Linked DNA regions of Mus musculus: region 2 is linked to region 1. Evidence: chromatin contacts called from public Hi-C data. All regions are on one chromosome and are shown on one strand. The core of a region is the stretch at or near the end of the contact, and the rest is flanking DNA. Distances in the headings are between cores, read along the strand shown. Region 1 has its middle 40 kb from the start of 2310003N18Rik. Region 2 has its middle 46 kb from the start of Gm32462.

Region 1 (7,693 bases), core at 1,954-4,453:
AAGTGAAGCTGAGGGTTGAGGAGATGCCGCAGCTGGTGAAGTGCTGGGCTGGTGAGCATGTGAATCTGAGTTTAATCCCCAGGACCTATAATAAGATAAAAGGCTGAGCTGAGCATGATGGTATACACTTGTAATCCCAGCAGGTTACAAGGCAGAGATGGGCAGATTCCTGGGCCTCACTGCATGGATAACTTGGCCTACTTGGGGAATTGTCAGCCAGTGAGAGATCCTGTCTCAAAAACCAAGGTGGAAGACACCAGAGGTTGTTCCTAGGTCTACACACACACATGCAACACATGCCTGAGCACCGGCATATACATGGGCATGCATACACAGACATGTAAATATACATGCTGAATAAATAAATAAGCAAAAGATAAGAGGAACAGACGTTTTTCAAAACAAAGAAAAAATGGCAGATTCATGACCAGCAGGTTTGCTCTAAAGAGATCGTCAAAGGAAGAACTGAAGGGTTTCTCTAGAGGGGGGTCTCAGAATGTGATGTCAAATGGCTATACATTTTATATTACTTATGTCTGGATATTTATAATGTTTTCGACATTAGGAATTAGTAAACTGTTTTAGATTGAGGCCCTGTTACACGTCTTCCATCAGCTTCATATATGTCTTTATTTTGGACTGATTCCTTGAAAAGATCCCTACTTACAATAGCATAGAAAACTGTGACTTCCCATAGCACATCTGAATTTCACAAAACTGAATGTCAAAGTGAGACTCCAAGTCCCCAAGCACTGCTCTCGCTGACTGACGTGACGAGGCCTGCACTAAGGAGCAGGCATCCTCCACAGGAAGGTGTAATGCTGATTTATTCTGTGTGTGAAGGCTGGCTGCTGGGAATCTAGCAGAACACAGACCAGGACTGTGTGTGCATTTACAAAGAGGTGTTATCAATGTGCCATAGAGGACCCAGACCTTGATATCCATCAGCAGTTGTTGAATTTCTTCAATGAATATCATTCTGGAGTCACAAATGAAGAGATAATAGTCTCAACAAATATAAATGTATTGAGAACTAAGCATGCTCAGAACCCAGAGCCCAGACCAGAGAATCTGGAAGTTTAATCAGTGGGACTTGCAGATTTAAGTAGCACAGAGAAGAGAGACAACCATGGAGGTTATCGGTCAACAGAGCATTCTGGTTATATGAAGCCATTCCTCCACTCATTCTCACTGAAGGCCATGACACTCAAAAGACTCCCACAAACTCCAAACACCCCAGAGGTCAGCTTAGTGAATCTGCAATCTGGGAGGAACTTTTGCTTTGCTAAGTCCAACACTTCACAACACAGAGGTCTGGGAGTTGATTATTTTTTTCTCCCTAGTTTTGTTTGCGGTGTCACAAACCATCTTTGCTGCCTGTCATATGAGTCATTATATTTGCTTAAGTATTTAAATCAAGCCCTTTACTTAAAGCCAGTGGTAGCTGAGCTTTAATTAAAGTATATTTGCATACATTAATATCACCCAGCTTCCCTACATTTTCACTGTATTTTTGCATTCAAAACATGACATTTCAGTAACAATAGTTGTCAGCCCCTCTGGCTCTTATTTATGCTACAATTACAGGTCCTGCTAATTACAGCCCGGCTGGCTTCTTCAGCCTCCTGACAAGGGCCTGTTTGCAGTCACTGCTTCCAGCCCTCCCTTGTGTAGGCTGCAGCCTTTAAAGAGCACCTCCCCCATGCCACCGTGGTGTCAAGATGCTGAACTCCTTTCATCTCTTTCTCTGTAGTGTTCCGGGACTTTGGAATTCAAGAGGAGCAAATGAAGGGGTGTTGTTTTTTGGTTGGTTGGTTGGTTGGTCAGTTGGTTGGTTGGATTTTTTTTGTTGTTTATGTTTTTGTTTTTGTTTGTGGTTTTTTTGGTTTGTTATGTTGTTGTTTTTTGTATCAGAGAGTGGGATCTGTTAGTTTTCTGCCAAACCCCTAGGATTAAAGAGAAGACCAGTGTGAACTCTTAGCCTGGAATCTTCTAGAAGGTCAAATAGTCCTGAGGAAGAAAGGGGTTTTCATATAGAGATTCTGGGCTCCCTCCACCTCCATCCATAGCTTTCCATTTCTTGAAGACAGAGGGCAGAGTTGAGAGCAGCTAGCAGCTGATATCTAATGTCACCACGGAGGGGGTGACCATCTGCTGAATCCCTCCTCTACTTCAGGATGCAGTAAAGGTGACCCTCATCTAGACAAGGATAGAATTATCCTCTCTTTTGCTCCTTTACCACTGTCTTATTTTGTGCTCTCTCTCTCTCTGTCTCTCTTTCTGTCTTTCTCTCTGTCTCTCTCTCTCTGTGTCTCTGTGTCTCTCTCTGTCTCTCTCTCTGTCTCTCTGTCTGCCTCTCTCTCTGTGTGTCTCTCTCTGTCTCTCTCTGTTTCTCCCCACCACCCCATCCAACTTGACTATGAATACTTGAGGAAAGAGACCACCACAATTTGTTTATTATTATGTTGTCTACCACCTATAGTCTCCCAATGGCATTTCAGAAAAAAAATTGATATGTAATACATAAAAAGGAAAAGCAAAGTTCCAGACCTCCACGGTCTGAACTAGAGTCATCCATTGAGTAAGATTTTGATTATGGGAGAGGATAGTGCTGGAGGCCATACCCTAAAGAAGGCTACCTCTCTGTACCCCTTAGTAGACCTGCCAGGTACCCAGCCCACGTACTATAGGGGCTTCAGGGAATGTGTGACTCTGCTCTGCCCCAGCAGCCTGCCAATCAAACTTGCCCTCTCCATGACTCCTGCGCAATGTTCTGAGATCAGAAAAACAAGTGGCTTATGGTGTCCCAAAACTGCAGAGACAACCCAGGAATGGAGGCTCTTCTAAGCACGCTCTGTGACCACAGTGGTTTTCTGGACCACACACTGAAGCCAAGAGGCCTGAAAAAGTCTGCCTGCATGACATTTCCAAACCCAGAGGCCAGAACAATAAACAGTGTGTTCAACAGGCAGAAAGCCGGTCTGATTGGGGTTTCTTGAGTTCCTGTCCAAATATTCTTCCACAAGCTCCAGTCCACAGATAATCTGTTTGTCTACTGTGAGCCCTGGAGCTGTCTGCAACCTCTGGGAACCATTGAGAGATTCCTGGCTAAAAAGGTGACAGTAAATGTCTCTACAGCACCAGTAGCAGCAATGACACATACTGAACGCCAGAAACTGCCTATAAACAAATTGGAATGAACCGTGAGGAGGAGGGGTGTTTGGCAGAGGGCTGAAGGAGAGAGTGTATGTTTGTGTTTGAGCTCATAGGCCTGGACAGCAAGCTAGACTGTCATGTCAATTTAACAGCCAATATTAAGCCATGTCTTATACTGACTCCACTGCAAGCCTTTCTGTTTCCCTGCACAACAGTTCAAATGAAAATGAAATATATATTGAACACAGATTATATGCCAAATACCATGCTGGATTCTGGAGACACAAAGATGAAGTAGACTCAGACTTTGCTGTTTGAGATTTTGCCATCTACTGAGAGAACCAAATAGTTCATTTTCTGGAATAATAGCTAATGATTTTTCGAATATATACTATGATGTTTGTTGTGTTTTGAATGAAAATGCCCCCCATAGATGCACAGGGAGTGGCACTATTAGTAGGTATGGCCTTGTTGGAGGAAGTGTGTCACTAGTGGTGGGCTTGAAGTCTCAGAAGCTCAAACCAGGCCTCGTAGTTCATGGCTCACATCCTGCTGTGGGTGGATCCAGGTGTAGAATTCTCAGCTGTCTCTCCAGCACCAGTCTGCCTGTGTGCCACCACGCTTCCTGCCATAGTGATAATGGACTAAACCTCTGAACTGTAAGCCAGCCCAAGTTAAATGTTTTCCTTTACACAAATTGTCATGGTCATGGTGTCTCTTCACAGTAATAAAAACCCCAACTAAGACAGTGGTAAAGGAGCAAAAGAGAGGATAATTCTATCTAGCAGGCATCCAGGAAAGCCTTCCTGGAGGAGGAAATATCTGAACTGAATCTAGGAACTAATAAATCCTATCCAGGTGAAGAGAGATGGGAAATGTGTCTCAGGCTACACAATCAACATGTAAATGTGTAAGGTCTTGTGTGTGTGTGTGTGTGTGTGAGAGAGAGAGAGAGAGAGAGAGAGAGAGAGAGAGAGAGAGAGAAGAGAAGAGAAGCTGATGTGTTAATATGATCAGATGAATTGTGTGTAGGAACTATTTAGAAGGCAAACATGAAAGACTCTGCCTTGAGACTCAAAGGCAAGAAAGACGCACCAAGGACAGCCTAGGGAGGGATTGCTGCCCTGAGGAGGAAAGGCAGTACCTGACATGGGGATAGTGATTATAACTGTGTCAGCAGCTTGCTGGGCACCAGATACTGCTGCAAGTACTTGACAGGAGGCAACTTAAAGGAGGAAGGATTGATTCCACCTTGTGGTTTGAAGAGATACAGCCCATCAGAGCAAGGAGAGCAAGGCGGCAGGTGGCTCTGGGGTGGAAAGAGCATGCTTACATCTGGGCAGAACAGGAAGCAGAGAAAAGACTCGAAGAAGGGCAAGACTGTAAGCCTCAAGACCTTCTCCTCAAGGCCCATTTCCCCCCTACTCTACAATACTCCCTGAAAGGTTCTTTAGCTCCCTAGACAGCTCCACTATTTAGGAACCAAATATTCAAAACTGTAAAGTCTATTAGCCTGTAAGGGGCATGCATGTTCACGTCATAGCACATGGGCTAGTTCACTTAAAGTCACAGCAAGCCTCTCACACTAGACGTTACTTTGCTTTAGAAAAAGAAGAGTGTAATATGCAAAACCGTCACACAGTTACTGAATGGTGATCCTGAGTTTTCGAGACTCAAAATTGCCCCACCTAAGGATGGAAGAAGTTGGGGTCCTCCTCTTCAGCCTCTCACCTTCACATTCCCATCCAGTTACAGTGCACTCTGGCAACCAGACAAAGCCAGCAGGAATGTGCCCTAAGAGGCAGCAGAAATCTTTCTGGAATGCCAGGAAGTACCCGGGGATGTGGGTAAGGCTTTGAGTACAGTGGGTGAGAAGTGCATCACCCTCTGCTGTGCAGGAAGCATCACTAAGCAACAGAGAGCGGGGCTCATGAGCAACAACAGCACATACAGATGTCTTTATTGATTAGCAGTAGGTGCCCAGAACCTCTGCAAAGTAGCACCTTTGAACTTGTAGAGATTGGGCTCTAGGTTAACTGGTGTCCTGTTGATGCAGAAGACTGAAGGAAGTGGGGAGGTTAGAGGAGCTTGTCAGCTTTCTGCCTTTAAAAACATTTATAGAGAAAACATTATTCAATCCAAGCCCCTAGGATGGGGAGGTCTTTGAATACAAGGCTTGACCCACTTGTGGAGACTCTGATCTAGCTGTTGGACAGTGGTTACCTTGTCTGAGACTCTGCAGCCCATACTGCCATCAGCAAACTCTTCCCACAGAACCTCACTGTGAAAACATTTATGTAGATATCACTGGAGATCCCAGCTCCAGGACTACATTTCCATCATCTTCTTCAAGCAGAAAAGGCAAGGCTCATCATAGTCCAAGGTCAAGGAAATGACAGCACAGGCCTTTCCTGACGGCTGGTGCAGCAGCAACAGAGAAACTACAGAACACAGAAATGCTAATTACAGGCTCATAGCTAATTAAGGTTTAGAGGGATTAAAAGAGGTGCTTTAGGACAAGATCTGCCAATTAAGATAGAATGCACAGATTAAAACTGGTAACCTGTGTTCAAAACCATTCAAAATTGTCTTCCAATGACATATAAAATTATCTAAAGTGGGCTTACGGGATGTAGAAAAGTCAGGTGCATTTTTGATAGAAGAGTGGCTTAAAGGTTCAGAGTCAAGCACCTTGTTGTTCCTTAGTGTGGGAACTGGATCCTTTCAACACCCCAAATTACCAACACAGCCATCAAAGAAAGACACAGGGAAGGCTTAGTTAAGAAAAACTCAACTGGAACAACAGAATGTGCTACACTAAACTTGGGGGTTGGTCTGGTGCTACTTGTATTCAACTACTTAATTCTGTACCCCAAAATCTGGTTGCTCCAAGAGGAGCTAATATTCACATATGCCTGCCTTTGTTGTGTAAGCCTTTCTAATTTAAAACTTTTGGTTAAGTAAAACTGATGACAGCCAATTACTCAGGGGAATAGAGAGAGGTAGAGATTGAGCTACCAGGACCAGGAGGAGAAAGAGGAAAGAGGACAGAGACCGAGACAGAGAGTGAGATGGAGACCTAGAAAGAGACAGAAACAGAGACAGAGGGGTGGGGGCCAGCAGTACGATACAGTGTACATGACCAAGTAAGAATACTTAAAAGGCTACTTTGATCAGAACATTAGTTGTTTTCTAGCTCCTCCTCACAGTTCAGAACTTCAGTGTCCTGGCTAGATCTGTGAGGCCACTTTGGACTAGAAGAGAAGTAGGAGAATAATAAAAGCTGAAAAAAGTCTGAATGAATGCTAGGGTCATGGTGGCCCTGATGAGTCTGAAGGTACTTCACACCAGCCCTGGGCTGCCTTGCTCTGTCTGAGCTTCTTGCCTTTGGAAGAATAAACCTTCATGTGCTTTAGCCACTGCTATTTGGAACTTCACATTCTGAACAGTCAAAGCTTTATTGGTATAAGATCATAACATCTCATGGAATTCTCATTAGAGTGAGGTCAAATTATATATCTAACGGTCTGGTATTGCTTGGCTTGTGAACTGCCTGAGCAGTGGCTTCTACAGATCACTGAAGAGGAGAGTGAGGGTCGATGGTCAGATCTATCTTTTATCAGGAACTTGAACCTTAGTCACTTTAGCTCCAATACCTTGATATCTCTAGAATTCTGCCTTAGGGACACTACCTGTCCTTGGAGTTCATAGTCCCCAGCACTTGTGGCAAGTCCAGCACTTTCTTGCTGACTATTCTGCTCAGGTTGTATGGAGGAGCGTCTTTCCCTGCTGCCATTAGCAGTCCTCTCTCTATCTGACTCCCATCACTAAGTCCCCAGCATCACTTAGGATCCGACACCCCACACCCGCCACACACACACACACACACACACACACACACACACACACACACATACACACACACACTCACACCCTCTGTCTTTCTGTGAAGTGAGTGCCACTTCCAAATCTCATCTTCTAGCCCCATCCTTCTCATAAAACATGCACATTCTCTTCTTATGACTTACTCCTTGGGGTCCAGGCCAGCATTCACCTGCCTCTTCATGAACAATCGTTGTGGTGTAAGGTTTGTAATAGAGGCTACTCTCTCACATCTAAAGACTGTGAGGGTCCTGGGAGGAATCCATGGGCCCGTGCTTCTGGGTGATACCTTCTTGCTCAAGCTCATGCTCCCACTCTCTTGTCTCCTCCAATTCTAGCTAAATTGACAATGACCAGCCTTGGCATCCATGATGTGGGTAAACCTAGGCAGGCAGCGTTGGGGGTCAGTGCTTAGCACCAGAAACACGGGTCATCCAGACACCATGGGCAGGGGTTGCTACCAATGGCAGCCAGTCATTAGAGAAATTACTTAGCAGACTTTTCTCTGAGGGAACAAAGCTTAATTTGCTGGGGCTGGCACTCTCTGTGGCCAGTGAAGAACTCTCAACTTATTAACTCCTTGGAGCCATCTAGAAAGAAAAGGAAAGAGAAAACATTCACACTAACACACACACACACACACACACACACACAC
Region 2 (6,709 bases), core at 108-2,607, 250 kb after region 1:
GCACTTGGGAGGCAGAGGCAGGCGGATTTCTGAGTTCGAGGCCAGCCTGGTCTACAGAGTGAGTTCCAAGACAGCCAGGGCTATACAGAGAAACCCTGTCTCAAAAAAAAAAAAAAATTGCCTTGGTCATGGTAGGATTTCACAGCAATGGAAACCCTAACTAAGACGCCGCCTATCGGTTCTTTCCATTCCTTCTCTGTAAAGATTCCTGAAGCTTGATTCCAAGGCTCAGCATTATCCTGGTCAGTGTGGGCCCTTCCACACCCATGGGCAGATCCACCTGATGCCAGATTCATGATGACCCATGTTCATCTTGTCCAGTGTCATCCCTAGCATATCTCACTCAGGCTATAGGGACAGCTCTCCACAGTAACTATGGTCACACACCAGAGAGCACTTAGGCAGACAGTACAAGAACCATCCTCCCAGGTAACATTTGTTCCCAATTTTACAAATGAGTCTGAGGAAAATTATTTTTCCCAATTACTATGATGAATGGCAGAGAAGAATCAATTTCTGGCTTAAAGTTCATTGGAGCCTACCATGCCATTTCCCTAATCCAAAAAGAGAGAGAGAAGAGAGAATAAGTCCATAATTTATTGAAGTATGAGAACAGAGACTGCCTTTTTCACAAACTAAATGAGAATAAAGCAAAGACACCAAACTAACCATCCTGTCCTCAGAGCTCACCAACCCCCCTAAACCTTCACAGATCCGATGGAGGCTCCTCCAGGGCAACCAGCTTTTTAATAAAAAGAATCCTGACCCTCCCAGGCAATGTGCTGGTCTTGGGTTTGCCTGGCAGGGACCAATTAAAGGACCGCCCATCCTATTAGCATCTGCAGTTTCTACACTAACCTTTCTCTTGCCTAGAATGGTTTGACTAAGCCTGAGAAATCTAAGCTCTAAGGAGTCTTAAAGAAAGGGCAGTATTTCTTTCTTTCTTTCTTTCTTTCTTTCTTTTTTTTTTTTTTTTTAATCTCCAGGGGTTTCTTTTTAATCTTTCTCCCCTGCCCCCCCTACCCCACATACACACAAACCAAACAAGTCTTCACACCACACCGAGGCAGCAGTGTACCAAGGACCCTGGCTAAGCCTGGGGGTACCTAGCTCCATGACTTGCTTCCCACAAATCATAAGGACTAAACCAGGGTGTGTCATGCCCCACGGATTGATCTAACTCCAGCTCCCAAGCCAGCCCCCTCCCAGACGCATCGGACTGCCTCACGTTGCACCTGAGACCGTCTTCGCCCCCAGGAACCCTTCTCCCTGCAGGGTCAGCCTAGCCCCATGCCCAGAAGAGGAGCCGCGCCCACCCGAGCCCTGGTGTTGTGGTCCTCCCTGCTGGGGCTGCACCCTGGCTGCTTATGGGCCGCTGCTGCCACCTGTCGGTTGCCTGTCTAGAGCAGCGCTCTCAAGGAGGCCCTGGCCCTGCAAGAAGACTTTACTTGTAGAAGCTTCCTGAAGAAGGAGACATCTTCCTGTCCTATCCAGGTCACTAGTGCTGCCCCTGCAAACTGGACTTGCAGATGTATGTGTTATGCCTAGCTTCTCCTGGGTTCCTTCCAGAGGCGTACCCCTCGCCCTTCTTAGCCCAGATCGATCCCTAAAGACCACACACCTGGCTCCCAGGTACCTCATAGCCACCAGGACCTACAAATCTGGGCAAGCTAGAAGCTAGCCCTTAGCTGAGACATCCTGGGGGCACAAAGAAATACAGGCAAAGGTCGTTTAAACCCAGATGCAAATGTCAGAATTCCCCAGAGCAGAAACCAAGAAGCTATTAATTAATAAACTAATTAATACTATCACAAGTTCCCCCAGGTATCCCCAACAGTAAGGCAGCTTGGAGACCCACAAGAGCAGTAGATCTAAATGACCTTTTTGACTCAAATACACGACTGTTCATCGTGTGTCTTATCTTCTGCGGTCTTCACAACAGCCTATAAAAAAATAAATATTAACCCTGCTTAATAGACAAGGAGCCAGACTTACGGAAATGCTAGGCACTGGAGGCTGTGCAACTGAAGTGGGCGGGGCCAGGAACAGAGCTTTACATATGCATGTTTATAACCCCAGTGCTGGGAAGGAGAGATAGGTGGCGCCGAGGCTCACACATATACACACACACCTGAGTCTATGGGGGAAAAAAAAAAAAAAAACAGACAGCAGCCTCTGCCCTTGGGATAAGAAAGATTTTCACCAACTTGCCCAGCAGCCTCTTTGGGTCTCCTACCTAGTTAAGCCTACTCTAAAGTCTGTATCCTAAAGACTGTGTAGCCACTAGAAGAAAAGAATACATGCAAACTGGAAGGGATGGTTTCGTTTCATTCTTAGTCACAGCTACTTTGGAATGGGGTGTGTGGCTAGTGAATCCTGCAGAGCTTCTCGGACCCTGGAAGTAAGTTAGACACTGGCTGCCTCCTTGGTTCCCATATTGACGTTCCAGGTTTCTAGCGCAGGCGCGCTGCTCTCTCTTTCTGTGGATGCAACGAAACCATAGGCTTCATGCCCTTGCGGCCGTGTTTTATCCACAAATTCCTTCTTCCTTACATTGCTCTCGTCTGGTGTTTAGTGAGAAAAGTGACCAGTACGCTGGCTTTCAGCAACCCCTGAAAAGTCAGCATCAAAAGTTATCAACTGAGTTTGAAAACTCAGGTATCAAAAGGAGCATGGATTCTGCCGCCGCGACCATACAGCGTCCTAAGCTGGTGAGTCATTTGCATAGAGTCATCTTAGGCCTTCGACTTTTCTGTGGGACTGTCTAAACATGTGACTCCTTAGCATCCAACACAGCTGTGGGGTCACCGCAGGTCCCCAAACCCTCAGCTCCAGGTTTGGGAACAGCTTGGCGCTACCCTTACATGTGGTCTCACCTCTCCCCACGCACCCCAGCTCTGCTGCAAAGACCTTCTCTCTTCCTCTGAACTGGCCAGGCCTCCTCCCACCACAATATATTTTGTCCTGTTGGTTTCTTTGCCCCGGTGGCACTTCTCCAGGTTTTAGCAGGCTTAAGCGCTTAGTCTTGGAATCCCCATTCCAGTACAACCACCCTACCCATCCGGAAGCCCACTAGGCCCCATACCCAAACACTCTCCTCAGATCAGCCTGCCCTTGCATCCCCTCAATGTCTGCAATGAGCCTGCTTCTTTTTCAGCTTTCTTCTTTTCTGTCTCCCTGAGACAATGTGCGCTTTATGAAAGCCAAGACTCGTCCACAGAACGGAGGCCAGCACTCCGCCATGATACAGTGATTGTTCTGTGAGTGAACACAGTCACCCTACACAGCTCAGACAGGTAAAAGATATGAAGACTGTTCATCGTGTGTCTTATCTTCTGCGGTCTTCACAACAGCCTTTAAAAAAAATAAATATTAACCCTGCTTAATAGACAAGGAGCCAGAAATGCTAGGCACTGGGGGCTGTGCAGCTGAAGTGGGCGGGGCCAGGAACAGAGCTTTACATATGCATGTTTATAACCCCAGTGCTGGGAAGGAGAGATAGGCGGACCCTGAGGCTCACTAGCCAACCAGGCTAGCCTGCTCTGAGAGTCCCAGGCCAGTGAGAGACCCTGATGGATACACATGAGGAATGGCACCTGAGCTTCACACACACACACACACACACAGGGCATGCAGTCACAAAAGGACAATATTTTAAACAAGAGCAGTGCTTCCCAGTACCTGGGAGTGATAGCCACTGGTAAAATTGGGAAATGGGCTAATAGCCATTGTCCTTAGGTTGGCATCTATCTCCTAACACCCTAGCCCCTCCTCTGGAGAGCAGCATGGGGATACCCAGGGAAGGCCTAGCCCTGCTGGTTCCCCTGTAAGTAGCTGGTACCGTGGAGGCCTCTGGCTGCCACATCTTCTGGCCTGAACCATGTTTCCCTTTATACTTAATAACAAGTGTGACTAGCGTGGCTGCTTTAACTGCTGTGCTCCTGTTGATTGACAGGCAGGAGGCTGGCAGACACAGCTGCAGGCAGAGACTTGGCAGGCACCAACCATGTGCCCTCTGCTGTGTTGGATGCCAAGGAGTCACATGTTTAGACAGTCCCTCAGTAGGACAGGGATTATCAGGGACCTCCTCTGCAGGCCCCAGGGGATTAGGATTGCCTTGGCCCTGAGAAGAGCTGCAAAGGAGAGACACAAACCAGGGTCCCAGTAGATGAATAAAGTTTGGGACACTCACACAAAACAAAGGTTTTCAATGGGGGAACTGGGGGTGTGACTCATTGGTAGCATGGTCCAACTTGTCTAGCATCCATGAGGCACTGGGTTTGATTCCCAGCAACACATAGAACAGGCGTAATAGTGCACACTTGTAACCAGCACTTAGGAGATACAGGATCAGGTTCAAGGCCAGCCGAGGCTACTTAGTGAATTCAAGGCCACCCTGGTTACATGAGTGCATTTGAAAGACAGACAGAAGGAAGAAAGGGAGAGGGAAGGAAGGAGAGAGAGAATATTTAAAATATCCTACATATAACTGGACCCCGGAACTTGTCTAGCTGCAGTATAATGACCAGTGTAGAGGTCTGTCTCTCTGGTGAGGCTGTGAGCTGCTCACATGACCTAACAGGTGGTCGGCAGACATGATCAGCTGGGTTTTGGCCTCTGTGTGGAAGACATTTTCATAAAACCCCAGACCTTAGAGGTCATCTCATACAACACACAGGGAACCTGCATCCAGAGATCACTACTGTGAGGAAAGGTAGCCCAGGAGAACACAAAGACTAAAGCCACAAAGACCTAGGAAAAGCCAGCCCCCTGCCTGCAGGCCTCCATCACTCTGAGGCTCTTAGCCTGTGTCACCAACCACTTGGAACAAACTGTTCATAACTCAGCTTCCTCATTCTTTACCCCAGGTCGGAGGACAAGCCTCACCTCGGCTCTGCATCAGGTCATGGTGACCACCTCCTCCACACACTGCCACAAACCCAGCCTTTTGTATGGCACAAAGAGCTTGCTGGGGAGCTCTTAATATGGGGCTGAGGAGCAAGCGAAAGGAAGCGCTTGGAAACAGAGGAGATGGCCCTTGTTTTGCCTGCTGCAGAGACCTGGCACTAGGAAGCCTTAGTAGCAGGCCTTAATCACCAGCCTCTGCCGCGGTCCCTTGTTTCTTCAGAAGCAGGAAACACGTAGGGCCTTATGAGGCTACCTGAGCCAGGCATGAGAGAGCAAGGCTATGTAGCTCAGGGGAGTGGCAGACCGACTCCACCACTGCCTGCGGAGGACTGGCTGCTTCCTTACAGGTGAACTCAGAGTGGGAGAAAATGTTTCAGGAATTCAGGATGAGCAAATGTCTGCATGCACAGAGACCATGGAAAGAAAAGAAAGAGATTTGGCAGAGGAAGATAGAGCCAAGCGCTTTATCTTGAAAGAGATAGAAGACAGCGAGAGATGGAAGTTAAGAACTTAATGAACTTGGGCGAAGGGAATAGATAGGTTTCTATAATCAATTAGAGTTGCCAAGGCATGTGAGGCCATGAGGATTTTGAAAGGTTACTAGAATGCCCTAGACTTCATCACTAACAACTGCAAACCCTTTGCTTTCATCCCCCAAACTTTGGTCACCTGAGACCTAAATCCACAACCCCCAACCACTCAGTTGTCAGCAGTCCGAGATTTTGTAATCTTATCTAAATAAAAGTTAAAATGAAGGCCCAAACCCTCTGAGGTTCCTCTTCCCATGTAGACGCCAGTGAAATCTCTCCACAAAACCACCAACCCTCTGCTCCATCATCCACACTTCACCATCTGCCTCTGCCTCTCAGCTCACCAGCAGCTACTTTGCCACAGTGAGGCTATCTTTCCATAGCCCACCCTTGCACAAGCTGGCCCTTCTCTCCCGACTCTAGACTCGCCTTTCTCTTAAAGCCTGCCCAACCCACCTCCCACAGCTCCCCGGAGACATTGTTGTTTCTGGAGAGTGAACTTCCTTTGAGTCATCTGGTCGACACCTCTGCTTCATACACAGGGGCTACTCAGTATGCTTTCCGCAGGAAGGGTGGGGTGGCTTGGTGGGTATTAGGTCAATTGGTGGGGAGATCTGACGCTAACATGTCCTGAAGTGTAAGGAGTGGGAAAGGTGGAGAGACCAGTCTTCTGGGGACATCCGGAGCTCAGAAGCAGCCGACGCTACCAGAAGCACTGGCAAGGGCAGGAGACAGGGCAAGAAGAAACTCAAAGGGACCTGCAGAGATCACTTGCCTGGGTCAGGATCAGTGCAAAGACTTGGGACTCCTGCTTCTGGATCTCAGGTCTGAGGCACAGGCTCTATGAGCATCTCTGTTCCTTTACCCTTTCCAGTCCCTTCCTCACTTCCCAAGCTGCTGTGAAAGGGGACTGTGGCAAAGAATTTGCCTTTGTTCTAAAAAGTCTACCCACAGCTAAACTGAAGGCTTTTGGACTAATAACGTTGGTGGAAATTTCAAGACAGCCTAGTATTAATTAGGTCACGTGGTTATTAGTAAACAGCCTTATATCTTAGAAAGCCTTATCTATAAGAAAGGGAGTAAGCTGGACAAAGAGAAATACACAATGTGCAATCTGAGGAGAAAGGTGGGCATCGGGGAATGTAATGGATCTAACCCAGTGCTCCGAGAAATGGAAGGTTTAAAAAGAAGCCAGAGGCTGTTTGCAGAAAGCAATGGGAATGCAACTGGTGCCAAGGAGAGACAAGCAGGAAGCGCTAGAAATGGAAGCC

Evidence for each region. A called contact is a pair of places that touch in the nucleus more often than the background predicts.
Region 2: a contact with region 1 is called in a Hi-C map of uterus, with 3 times the contacts expected there. The contact joins two enhancer-like sites. A contact is called at or near these places in 1 of 39 promoter capture datasets (hippocampal neurons), 19 of 484 Hi-C or Micro-C datasets (the STO cell line, cerebellum, cerebral cortex and 8 more) and 1 of 115 datasets of contacts at active chromatin or transcription factors (embryonic basal ganglia).

The regions. Positions count from the first base shown.
Region 1 is chr9:50,189,673-50,197,365 of GRCm38.p6, forward strand. No RefSeq gene overlaps it. Among named protein-coding and RNA genes, the nearest start is that of 2310003N18Rik, 40 kb to the right of the region's middle. Within about 2 kb of position 3,204, at least 21 of the 459 cell types and tissues checked have an H3K27ac peak or open chromatin away from gene starts, as enhancers often do. A contact at or near this core is called in uterus, where this site is marked.
Region 2 is chr9:50,436,899-50,443,607 of GRCm38.p6, forward strand. No RefSeq gene overlaps it. Among named protein-coding and RNA genes, the nearest start is that of Gm32462, 46 kb to the right of the region's middle. Within about 2 kb of position 1,358, at least 42 of the 459 cell types and tissues checked have an H3K27ac peak or open chromatin away from gene starts, as enhancers often do. A contact at or near this core is called in uterus, where this site is marked.